Linked DNA regions of Mus musculus: region 2 is linked to region 1. A link is a contact called in public promoter capture Hi-C data. All regions are on one chromosome and are shown on one strand. The core of a region is the stretch at or near the end of the contact, and the rest is flanking DNA. Distances in the headings are between cores, read along the strand shown.

Region 1 (6,195 bases), core at 2,159-4,658:
ATAGTTCACAAGCCCGTGTGCAGATCCGTGGTCTCATTTGTTTTTGTAAGAGACTTATGTTGTAACAAGTAGCGGTCAGGTCCTGTAATCTGATTTCTAGGGCTTAATGCAGTTCCTGGGGCTGCCATTTGGTGTTCTAGCCCATAAATCACACAAAAGTGTTTGTGTGTCTTCAATTGCTTTATTTTAGAACCACCAAAGTCGTCTGATCTACAAAGCCAAGAGACTGTTTTGAATCCAAATTTGAACTTCTCTCGTCAAACTGCTTCCTCTCCTCTCTGCCTATGGGTAACGTACATAAATTTAAAATGGTCTCCATTGCAAGTGACAGAAACGGAAAAAATGAACATTTTAAAGTTAGATTTCATTTTGAAAACGAAAATGATGTAAATCACTCTCCAGCATCCTTATGTTGATTACCAATAGCAAATCGCTGACAGCTGAACAAATTAATTCCTTGCTAAAAGACTGGACGAGACTAAAATGTGAAAAATCTCTTTGATTACCCAAGAATCTCAGAGAAGTTCGATAAAATAATAAATGAATCCAGAGGCCTTATGATTGTGGATCAACTGAAAGCACAAGTCTAACAGATGTTAAAAGTGGACAAGAATTAAAATTCGAATTGAAAAGCAAGAACTTTGAAACATCAACGACTGTGGTCTGTCCCGGTGACCGATGGCATTGTGTAGCTGCCGGAAGGAGGAGCAGTTAGGGAGAGCCATGACTGTGGGCTTGCCCACCAACTCTGCCTCTTTCCACTTCAGGTAGAGTTTAGACTGCAGGCTTCTGGAGGACAGGCATTTAACTGCAAACTTTGTGGCTCCAGCAGAGCATTGTGCAAGGCTGCGCCCAGTACAGCAAGGGCTGGCTGTAAAGCCTCCCACGCCATGCTACTCCCAAGGCCTGCTACGGTCTGCACATTTCAATCCCATACATTTCTTCTGCCTCCACTCTCAGGAGTACCGTTGAGGAGTAAATTGTTTTTTTTTTTTTAAATATATTTATTTATTTTACTTATAGGAGTATACTCTAGCTGTCTTCAGACACACAAGAAGAGGCCATCGGATTCCATTACAGATGTGGTTGCTGGGAATTGAACTCAGGACCTCTGGAACAGTCAGTGCTCTTAACCGCTGAGCCATCTCTCCAGCCCCCAGAGGAGTAAATTATTAACACACTGCCTGACACATAAAGACACACAATCGTTTGACAAATGGTAGCTGTTTCTGTCACTGCCTAGGACTTCGGAACCACATATAAGTTAGAGCTTAGTGTGCTGGCCTGTCAGGACATCTGCGTGAGAAACACAAATGTCTCTTCATGCTTGCATACTCTACCGCTAGCAGGGGGCTCACTCTACAGCAAGTGGAGAAGCTGGCAGCATGTCTGCCCTGGCCTCAACCCGCCACGGGTAACAACAACAACTCAGTTAAACACTCCGGCCTTCCATCTTGTTTTCGGATCCTTACGACTTGAGGAAGCCACAGATCTATCAAGACACACACACAAAAGTTCTCATCACATCTACCAGTAGAGCTAACATGAGCTGAGCCTGTTGCCTTGAAGTTTCGTTTGCTAGTTCTCCCTCTGCACAGAGGCCTGGCACACCGTGTGTTCTTAATAACAGACTGCTTGAGAGTCGTGGAAATTTCGTAGTACACAAACCTGGCAGGTCGAACTCATGATTCAGTAACCTTGAGGATTCTTTTAGAAACTGCCATTTCTTATTTCATGCTGACTAAGGAAAGACATAGACCTCAGTTACCTCAGAACACGCCAGCCTTGACGGAGTTAGCTTCTGTGCTTTGGCAGAAATCACTCGGAAATCCTTGGTTCTGAGCCCGCCATGTCTTCCATATCAAGATCTAAGAGAAGATGAAAGTGCAGGGATTCAGGACTAGTGTCTAGGATTCAGGACTAGTGTCTAGGACTCAGGACTAGTGTCTAGGATTCAGGACTAGTGTCTAGGATTCAGGACTAGTGTCTAGGATTCAGGACGAGTGTCTAGGATTCAGGATTTCAGCCACAAAAGTCATTGCCGTTAGTATATGTGAGGTGCCTTTAGGACATCGGGAACTCCACCAAGTGCTCTCAGCGGATGGGTAAATCTCCGTAACACCCCTCAGCTGTAGGGAACAGTTCCCCATTTTACAGCTGCAAACAGTGCCGTGAACCTGTTTCTGGAGGTCACCCTGGGTGAGTGTCGGGATTCAAACCCAGGTTAACATCAGCACAAACCCAGTCTGATTTGGGTGCAAAATCCCCACCACAGAACGCTAAATTGGAGTCTTAAAGGCTTTTTTGACAGTGACCCATTTTATTACAAATGATGTTATATAAGCCAAAGGCTTCATTAAACTATGCTTATCTGTACTGTGTGCAACGGTTACTTTTTCTAGTCTTTTCGCACTATATATTCTAATCTTTTCAAAATTTTCAGCAATGACCCATCAAAGGAATTCTAATGCGTGTTTGGTCCTGGAAAAACACTGGTAGAAGGCCTATCATCCTAGCAGTCAGTCAACCGCTGCAAGTGGCAAGTTCGAAACCAGCTTGGGCTAACCTATTAACCATTCTAGGCTCCTTAACCAGACCCTGTCACAAAACACAAACTCTGCTCTTTGATCTTAGCTACTGTAAGACGCTATAAGTTTCTCTGAAACCACAACAAAACGAGTCTTTCCAGCCACGCGAACCAGAGCAAGCACTTGAGCTTCCCAATTAGGTGAATGCCCTTTAACCTTTCAAATATGCATACGCAACATAAACGGTTATCATTTAGAACCGATCATTACAAGGGTTTTCCAATCAGGCCCAATATCCAGAATGGGAACCAGGCACTTACCCACCGCAAAGCAGGAGTTATAAAGTGGAAGCGCAGACAGATTAAAATCTCAGGTTATTTATCAGCTAACCTGCAAAGAGGTGTCTAAAGGCTGACTGTTGAATTGTCCCAACGGACAGACGGCTGCAGCAAGCAGGAGCAGGAGGCCAAGGCTGCAACCCCTGGAGGCAGGGCCCTGCCTTTGAACATCCGGTTCAATTCCAGGGGCTTGGTGTCGCACTAGGATCTCATCGCGAACGGGTAGGGTCAGGAAGCAGCCCGGGTTTGCGCTTCACCGGAGGGGAGGCGCGACAGTCCCGAGCCCCAGGTGCGCGTCACTCCCCGCTGCCCCCCTGCAGCCGAGCCTGGTGGGGCGGGACGCGGGCACCTGCGGACGCTGGCTGCTCCGTAGGCTCCGCTCCGCTCCGCGTCCGCTGCAGCCCGGCGCGAGCGCTGCCCACCGGCTCCCGCCTCCCCACCTCCACGCCCCGGAGTCGCGCGGACCCCGCGCACTTACGGGGCTCCGCTCCGCCGCCCGCGCGCTTCCCGCGGGGTCCATGGCGCTTCCGGACCTGCGAGTCCGGCCGCAGCGCCGCCCAGAAAATGGACGCCGGCGGCTGGGCCCGGACGCCCCGGTCTGCCCCTGGTGCAGTGCAGGCCGGACGGTCGCTCGACCTCGGGCGCCGACGCGCAGGGCTTCCGGGACGCTGCAGGCCGCGAGGCTCCCGCACCCCCCGGCGCCACTGCGGCAGAGCCAGGCTCGCACAGATGCTGCGCAGCCACCGAGCAGGCCCCGGGCACCCTATGCAGTTTTAACCCGCACCAAATTCTGAGAACAGGGTGTCACCTGTGCTTTCTCATGGCTGTCAGGGGACGCCTGGATTATTTCCCACCATGGTATAAGAACTGTTTCATGCAATGAAAAAAATAAAAGCCACCGACTGCCCGCTGACATCCTTCCCACACAGATTCGCAGTGTGGCACCTACTGCCCCACGCACACCTAAGTGCAGGTGTTTGTTTTGAACCATCCAGCATTGAGTCTTTAGTATTTTTTGTTTGTTTTTAGTTTTTGATTTTGTGTGTGTGTGTGTGTGTGTGTGTGTGTGTGTGTGTCCTTTGGAAAACGACTCGCTCCCTGGCAAAACCTTAAGGTTTTGAAAAAGGGTATTTTCCTGGAATACAGTACTTGCCATTTATGCACCCCAGTTCCTTGACCAAACATTAAGAATATGATCATTTTGGTGAGCTGAGTAGATTTTTAATACTATATGCAAAGTAAAGCCCCATAAACGATGCAGGAAGAATGGTGTCACTTAAAAAAATGCAGAGTTGTGAAGGCTGACAGGTTGGGCAACGTGCATACACATGTAACGAGCAGTTCCCGACCTTCTCGATGCCAAACACCCTTTTATTCTCTCGCTCCATAGGCCAGTGTTCACAGATTAACTCCACTAAACTGCATGTATTAAGTAATGATTCATCTTCCCCTTAAAAAAAAAGGGAGCTTGAATGTTTTTGTCTACATAACTGCCAATGAGAACTTCCACAAGACCTGATCTAACTTGTTGGCAATGGTAGATACCAGCCTTAAAAAACAAAACTGAAGAAACTCGTGGTCTAATTGCCTGTTTGTGTTTCCATTGAGGCTTTTAGAAACTCTGAAGATGATTTTAAAATTCGGGAAAACTGGTGCACAAAGACTGGGAAGTCTGTAAGCTGTATGGCTGTGGCTGATTCCCTGGGACCGGTGGGAGGTAGCGGGCAAGGTTGGTTGGCCTTCTGGATTCAGCAGGCCTGTGTTGACAGCCTAGGTTTGTTGCTATGTACGGCCACTTCTCTGACCTTCAGCTTTGGTACCTAACATGCAATATGTTTTAGTATTAATGTCTACCTCCTAGGTGATTTTTTTAAATTGAATTAAATAATACACGTGGATCATTTACAATAGCACCTAGCATTGTAAGTGCTCTCTAACTTCAGACACGTCTGAGCATTGAAGGTTAACTATTCTGAGTTAGGGCTTCTGTTGTTTATAGTGGTTTTACATTGGTGATCTGCTAGGGTCACTTGGGACCTATGACCTAAGTCTGACTCCAGGGTGTTCGGGGAAGTGTCTTGATCAGATCCTGTCAACGGTGTGTGAGTAGTGAAACTTGGCTCTGGCTTTAAGAGTCAGTGTGTGGATGGCTCCTTACCTCTAGCGGGCCATCACAAACACTTGCAATTTTTTCTCATGGGAGCCAAATATTTCTCCAGAAGCAAGCATATTTCCTCACATTGTTTTAAGAACTGAACTATCACAGCAATGGCTTGAAGCTTATGTAATAAGCCAGTCGTTCAAAAATTTCCATCCTTCCTCATAACCAGACTCTCAATCATCCTTCTGAGTGTGGGGGAACTATTTGGAAATTTCCGGAAACATCCCATCTTATCATAAGTACGCTCTTTTCTGTAAAGTTTCCTTTACAATGTTCTGAAATTACTACATGTGATGTTTTCTTTGTAATAATTCCCATTTTAATGCATTTTAAGAGGAAAAAGGAGAATCTAAGACTTTGTCTCCTTACCCTTCTATCTGCTCATCTTTACGCCATAGCTCCTAGGCCTTGCCCAGGAAGCTGTCTTTGTTTTCTGTCTCATTTTGTTTAATTCCCACAAAGTTTCTATTACACTGCATGCGCTTTCTGATTAAGGTTATGGGGCAGTTTAACACTGTTCCCTTTTCCCGTTTTTTTATAGGTCTCCAATGTAGCAACTACACAAGACTAAAACGTTGCCTTTTAAGCCCACACAAGATGTCCTCCACAAGGCAGCAAGGATCAAAGAGGAAGGGGAAGCCTGTGGAGTGTGGGAAACTAAGTGTCGGATGAGAGGGACTGTGTGACACTTACTTGCAGTTGTGCTTGTTTAATAACCTAATTGGACAAATTCATATGTTGCCTATGAGACGTGATGGCATTTGGCACTTGGGTTTGGCCCCCACAGCTATACATGGTTTCAATAATCTACAGTTTAAAGTCCTTTTTTTTTTTTAATAAAAAGGAATATTTCAAGCTTCCAGAAGAACTAAGAGGATGGTGATAGGCCTTTCCCTGTTTCTCACCCTCCCTCCCTCCCTCCCTCCCTCCCTCCCTCCCTCCCTCCCTCCCGTTTCCCTCTCTCCTGAATCTCCGAAGGCTGCAGACATTATTCTTTTAGCCCTATGTAAGTAGTTCAGCATTTCTTTCTTTTTTTTTTTTTAATATTTTTAATTAGGTATTTTAAGCATTTCTTTTCTAAGACGAAATTAAGGTTCTAACTATTTCACAGTATGTATATCTTAGCTTTCTAAGAAAAAGTAATAAAATTAGAAGACAAAAAAATAGA
Region 2 (6,130 bases), core at 1,279-3,778, 300 kb after region 1:
ACAGAGGAGGGCCCTTTCAGGAGCACCGATGTGTGGCGGCGAGCCAGCTGAGCCAGCCGGCTTAGAAAAAAATTAACTGGAGCATGGGGGTGTTGACTGGGTCTTTCTCTCAAAGGGCAAAGACCTTGCCTCAGGCCTGAGCCTTAGCCACATCCTGGGACATGCTTCCATGACAAGGTTCCGATCCTGTGACCAACTTGGGGTAGGAATGGAAGTCAGGAAAGGAATAAGCCCTGGAGTGTTGGAGCAAAACCAAGATCTTAGGCCAGGGTTTCAGGGGTGGGGAAGGGGGAAGTGACAGAAAAGAAGGTGGGGTCAGTGAAAGCCAGGCCTAGAGGGCAGGCCCAGTCTTCACTCCTAGTAGTCTCGAGGAAGTTCTAGCTTTAGAAAGGAATTTGGACTATTTACATTTTTGAGGATAAATCCTTCTTGCTAGTGAATGGCCATTACTATTTGCCAATCTGATATCTGAAAAACTGAATCTTCTGGCTTTAGCACACGTTTTTCTTATTGAGGTAAGGCGCATATGTGTTATTTCTGTTTCACTCTCTCTGGGTAAATTGTCTGTAGTCTTTGTCCTTTGGGGCTCTTCCTTGTCTTGATTCTTTATACATTTTAAGCTGAGGCTAGAGCTTAGGGGTGGAGTGCTTATCTTGTATGCACAGAGCCCTAGGTTCCACTCCCAGCACACAGACACCCCAAATCGGTTCCCAATTGGAAGCTACGAAGCCACTGCAGTAAGTAGCATTTCTTTCCCAGCTCTGCCGTGACTTTTGACTTCTTCTGGTTTTTCCTTGCAGATTTTATTTCTATGTCACTGAATATCCTTAAAGTCGAAGAGAAATGAAAACTGAAGAGATATTTGCATGGCATAGCTGGTGAATCTAATTTTGTTCGCAGCTTGCCAGAAGTGGCTTAAATTCTTTTTACCGTCCTTGCTGTGGAAATCTGAAACATGGATTCAGGGTGTGTGTCTCAAAAACTGTGGCCGTCTGTAAAGGATGTCTATACCACACTTTTGACATTTTGTTGTTCTGCATAGAGGGTTTATCGGGCAGCCCAAAACCAATTGGGAGAGCGAGTGGAGCAGCGAGGTTGAAAGATCCTCCATCACCCTGAGCAATAGAAACTGCAGGCTTTAGTTGAAAGACAGAGGTGCCAAAGTGAGGAAACAGACAGGAAGCCTCAGGGGTTAGTCGCTTTCCACAGGGCACAGTGGGAAGTGAACTTTCCCCTTATCTCTTCTAAATCTAGATAGGCTCAACAACTGTTAGGGGCAGATGAATGGAAGGATAAGAGATGTTCACACCAATTCCTGGAGTAGGGAGGGAGAGGAACCAGGAGAAGGGGAAGAAAGGGGGAGGGGAGGAGGGCGAGGGGAAGCACAGAGCAGCGGACCTTAGAAGAATCGCTCAAGGTCACACCGCGGGATGGAGCTGAAAGCCGAATTCAAATCCAAGCCCGGGACTGCAGGACTGAAAGTTCTAGATAGAGCCACACAAACGTGCTCTCTTCTCTCTTCTTGACTCAGCAGCTCTCGCTTGGCCACGGGGCGGTGGGAATCACACTTCCTGGGCCTTTCTAGCCGGGAGTTTGGGGTCCCTTGTTTTTCCTGGACTTATTTGCCGCACTCCGGGCTTTGGCTTCCTCCTCCCTGCTTCCCAGAGCAGAATCCGGAGCCACCTATTCTCTCCAAGTTTGTCTCGCAGCCAGGCTGGGAACCGTGCGCGAGCGACTCCCGGACCCGGCAATCAGTCTTCCCTGCCCCAGCGTCGGAGACGAACAATCACCACCAGCGGCTGCTGAGTGCTAGACGCTTTACTCCCACAGCTCCAAAAGCCACAGACGAGCAGACCCCCAGAAATTAGTCCTCGCCACTCAGATGAGGCAGCTCTGCGAAATTGGATGATGTGCTTGGACTCACAAGGCTAATAACGCTAGTTAGTATCTAAGTGCTTTCTGAATGCCAGACGCGGGTCTCCGCACCACCCCAGCAGTTCCTCCAACACTCTAGTAAAAAAGGGCACACTATCACCCCCATCTTATGGATGAGGAAACCGTGGTTGTGGCACCTGGCCCAAGGTCACCCCAGAGAGTGACGGATATACGACCGGAACATAGTCGGTTGAGTCTGGGTTCAATTTGTGTGTGTTGTCTCCACTACAGGGAGAGCAGCGGTTTCAAACCTACAGTACCAGAGGCTGACCTCAACGCAACGCCCGAGGCTGGGCGCAAACCAACCAGTTCGGAATGCCATAATTCACAGAGACATTCCCACGGACCGGAACCAGAGAGTCCCCCAAGAGCACCGAGTGTGACCGGTACTGGCGGACGATCACCCCTTAGCAGGAGCTGGAGAACACTTACCATAAAAGAGAGGGCGAGCGCCTGCCTGGGAGGAATCCCCAGCGCTGGCAGGTCCGGGACTCCCGGGAGAGAGGTCTGCTGCCACTGCCGCCCACGCAGGGGCGCCCGAGCGACCCCGCGGATGCTGGCTGCTGCTTCTCAACCAGCGGCGCGTCCTCTCGACTTGTATCCGGCGGCAGCGCCCTCTCGCTCCGCAGGGTGCCCTGGAGTTAGGGACGTTCTTGGAGAAGTTGACGCTCGGGAGAGGCCGCCGAGGTCCGGTCCCGAGTAGTGAAGTGCCCCACTGCGCTGATCTCAGCGAGATGCGGAAGCCCTTGCCCTGATGGCCCTAAAGCTTGGCGCCTGACCTGGAGAGCGACGAGTCCCGCGCTCAGGGCACACGGGCCGCACCTCGGCCGCCCGTCCCCGGAGCACCGGGTTTCTTCCCTAGAGCACTGAGCACACGCCGCGAGGGCTGCAGTGGTGGCCAGGGCCCGGGCAGCTGTGCGCTCATTGCCTTCCCCAGGGGCTGAGCGCCTTTGTGCGCCGGGCGCGCCGACCGCCAGGGCCAGCTCTGGATGCTGCAGCCGCCGCCTCCCCCTCCTCCTCCACGGCCGCTCGCTCCCCGCCTTCCCGGCCGGCCCGGAGGCTGCAGCTGAAAGCCGATCCGGCTGAGCTCATCCCTGAAGGCCACTAATCCAATAGCCGCGGAAGGCGCGGCCGCCGGGAACGCCCCTTCCCCCACCATCCCGCGCCCCGGCCGTCCCAGCTCGGGCCGCTGCCGGCTCTGCCACCTTCTGGAGGCCACCAGCTGGCGGGAAAGGGAAGTGGAACCCTCGCCCGCGCCCCTGGGCCGAAGTGGCGCGGACGCCATTCACTCATCTGCGGACTGGCTAGCCTAGACACTCGCTCACACACGCGCTCATTCATGCGCATGGGTCCTCCCCCATTCATTCAAGCGTGCCTAGAGAGCCACGGTGGGTGTCCCTAGGGGCGGGGATGAAGAGAGGAGACATCACGGTCGCCAGATAGCTTTGGAGCCTGTATTGAAGGCCTGCGGGAAACAACGACTGGGAAAGAGAATGCTTTAATATACCCCCTTGCCTTAGGCACACACATGTCCACACTTTATTTCTGAGGCCAGACTCCAACTCATCTTTCAGAATCCAATTTCACGCAGCACCTGCTCCATGGTGCTTTTCCCCTGACCACCTGAGGCCCGAGAGAAGGATCATCGATCAGAGGGCTACCGAGAGCGCTGAAGGATGGCGGCTCCCTCGGTAACCAGAGCGCAGAGATAAGAGGGCGTGGCCAGAGCGAGGGATGCTCTGTACCTCCAAGTTGGCTTCCTTCCAGGCCAGGGCATCCTGCTTTCCATGCCAGAGTTGACATTAGGTCCATTCCATAGTCTTAACTGACCTCACCCCTCAGAAAGTGTCCTTTTTTTTCCCCCCATGTACACAGAAGATAAGCACCTGTAATTCAGCCCTGTGAGGGAAATGTGTTGACCAAGGCTCCAGGGTACCTCTCCCAGACTGGGGAGGGCAATTTGAGAATGTTTCCTTGTGGAAGTGTCTGCATGAATGAGCTGCTAGATGCAGAGACATCATAGTCTCATGGTAGGTACCTGTAACAGCCTGTGGTATGACTGGAGCCAAAACAGGAGGTAAGATGAAACGAGAGTAGGTACTTAGGGTCTTGGAGAGCATCCAAAGGGCTTGGCTTTTCCCCAAGATCAGTTTGGCAGGCCTCTTGACCTTCACAGATTTGCTGTCCAGAAAGATAATCCAGTGGCAGGATGGATAGATGGATGAATAGCACTGGCCAGCTTGGAAGCTGCTTCAGAGATCCAGGCAGTCAATGATGCTTTGTCGATTAGGACAGCTCAGTGGTGTGGCAGAGGGGTATTCTGAGCAAGTATTTGTGGCGCTCTTGGTTTTATTTGGGCTGCTTCATCTATATCTGCATGTCTGTCTCTCCGTACCTGTGTGTCTCTGCTCTTGGGACTGCACAGAAGAGCTGCTGAAGGGAATGTGACCCATGCACACATTTCCTTGTCCCCCCGAGTCCCCTCCCTCCCCAGGACATTTCTGGAGTACGTGCTCTGACCACGGCTGTGGTGCTAACAGAGCTGGACATCGTGAAATGAGAACCGAGGAAAACTCAGCAAACAGGAACTTAAGCAAGACTTTTCAAGGACTGGAGAGATGACTCAGACGGTTAAACCAGGCAGTGGGTGGTGCACGCCTTTAACCCCAGCATTCACTAGGCAGAGGCAGTCAGATCTTTTAGTTCAAGGCCAGCCTAGTCTACAGAATGAGTTCCAGGACAGCTATGGCTACCTAGAGAAACCCTGTGTCAAACAAACAAACAAACAAACAAACAAACAAACAAACAAAGTACTTGCTGCTCTTGCAGAGGACCAGGGTTCAGTTCCCAGCACTCACATGGTGGGTCACAGCTGTCCAGAATATCAGTTCCAGGGCATCAGATGCCTTCCTCTGACTTCCATCAGCACCAGGCATGTAAATAACACACATACATTCACACAGGCAAAGTACTCATACACTTAAAATAAACCCTGAAAAAAAAATACCATCCCCGGCTGATGGTTTTTCTACCTGGACCCCAATACAACTGCCAACACTCATTTCTTCCTTCTTTCTGGAAGACTTCACAATAGCTCTAGAACAAGGTGAGGAAGGGTCAAGGGTCACATTTTGAGAAACTGCTCCCCCAAATACATACCTGTGTGCCAGATAAGTTCTCTACACAAGCCTTTGTGACTTGCCTTGGGTATCAAGAAATGGGCACAATGGCACCCCCAAATATCACTAAAGTTCCCCCAAATCTTCCACCCCCTGAATAGCATAGGTATGGTGTGTCCCCAAGTTTGAAATGTGAACAAGTATCTGTTCATTCCACATAGGGTATCTATGGTGGAAATAATTCCACCCAAGCCTATTTTGGTGATCCATTAGTGTTACTTATAGAAGCACGGGAGGCACAGAGATATCACTAAAAAGCCCATCCCGGGATGGAGAGCAAGTGGAGCTCTGTGCACAGCTAGCGATCAGAAGAGCCTGCATGCTCCAGCTTTTACAAGCTCGAGAAGGAGCCTTGTGAATCTTGTAACTTTCATGAGCTTTCCGAGCCTTCTAAGTTTTATTAGCTTCCTGAGTTTTAGTTTAAAAAAAAAGAAGAAAAAGAAAAAGTCTTAGTAAACCTCTCTGAGAGAATGTTTCAATTCAGAGGAAACAACCGCACAAGAAGAAGGAACAATTGCCATTTGAGGAATGGCCTGGATCACCTGACCAAATGTTCTTTAAACTGAAGCTCGAAGCCTATAAACTGGCCTCTGATAATCTTTGACCCTGGATTGCCACATTCTGTCTCCCTTCCTCGGAAATGCAGGCTAGACTGCCTTGCTTTTCACAAATAGAACACAGTAAGACAGACATGCTGTCTTTCCCTCCTGGGATTGGATAAGGAAAAGGCTCCAGGCTCTGGGCACACATCATCTCTCTTGCTCTTTTGCCTTTTGCCCCCCACAAAGGAAGTCAGGTATTGTGTGGGGAAACTTGGTGAAGGATTGAGGCCTGCAGCCATGGAACTGAGCTAGGTAGCACATCCCCTTCCTTGGCTGAGACTTCCAGTCAGGCTTCGATCCTTTTGATGTCTTGAATACATTCAAGACACCTGAATCAGAGACATAAACTAAGCCACACTGATTCTCTCAACTGTGGAAATGCTAAGAAAATGATTGTGATTTTTAAGCTTCTGA

Evidence for each region. Promoter capture Hi-C pulls out the DNA fragments that hold promoters and counts their contacts.
Region 2: a promoter capture Hi-C map of pre-B cells shows a contact between it and region 1, with 1.9 times the contacts expected there. The contact joins the promoter of Spsb4 here to the promoter of Zbtb38 in region 1. A contact is called at or near these places in 1 of 39 promoter capture datasets (pre-B cells) and 1 of 9 other capture datasets (adipose tissue).

The regions. Positions count from the first base shown.
Region 1 is chr9:96,716,442-96,722,636 of GRCm38.p6, forward strand. Zbtb38 (zinc finger and BTB domain containing 38) reads right to left here and starts at 3,409. Exons shown (of 3, transcript NM_001359959.1): 1 at 3,345-3,409; 2 at 1,769-1,868.
Region 2 is chr9:97,015,827-97,021,956 of GRCm38.p6, forward strand. It overlaps Spsb4 (splA/ryanodine receptor domain and SOCS box containing 4), which reads right to left and starts at 2,529. Exons shown (of 3, transcript NM_145134.3): 1 at 2,368-2,529. It overlaps Gm16010 (a long non-coding RNA gene), which reads left to right. Exons shown (of 3, transcript XR_871043.3): 1 at 1-515; 2 at 801-1,940; 3 at 2,167-6,130.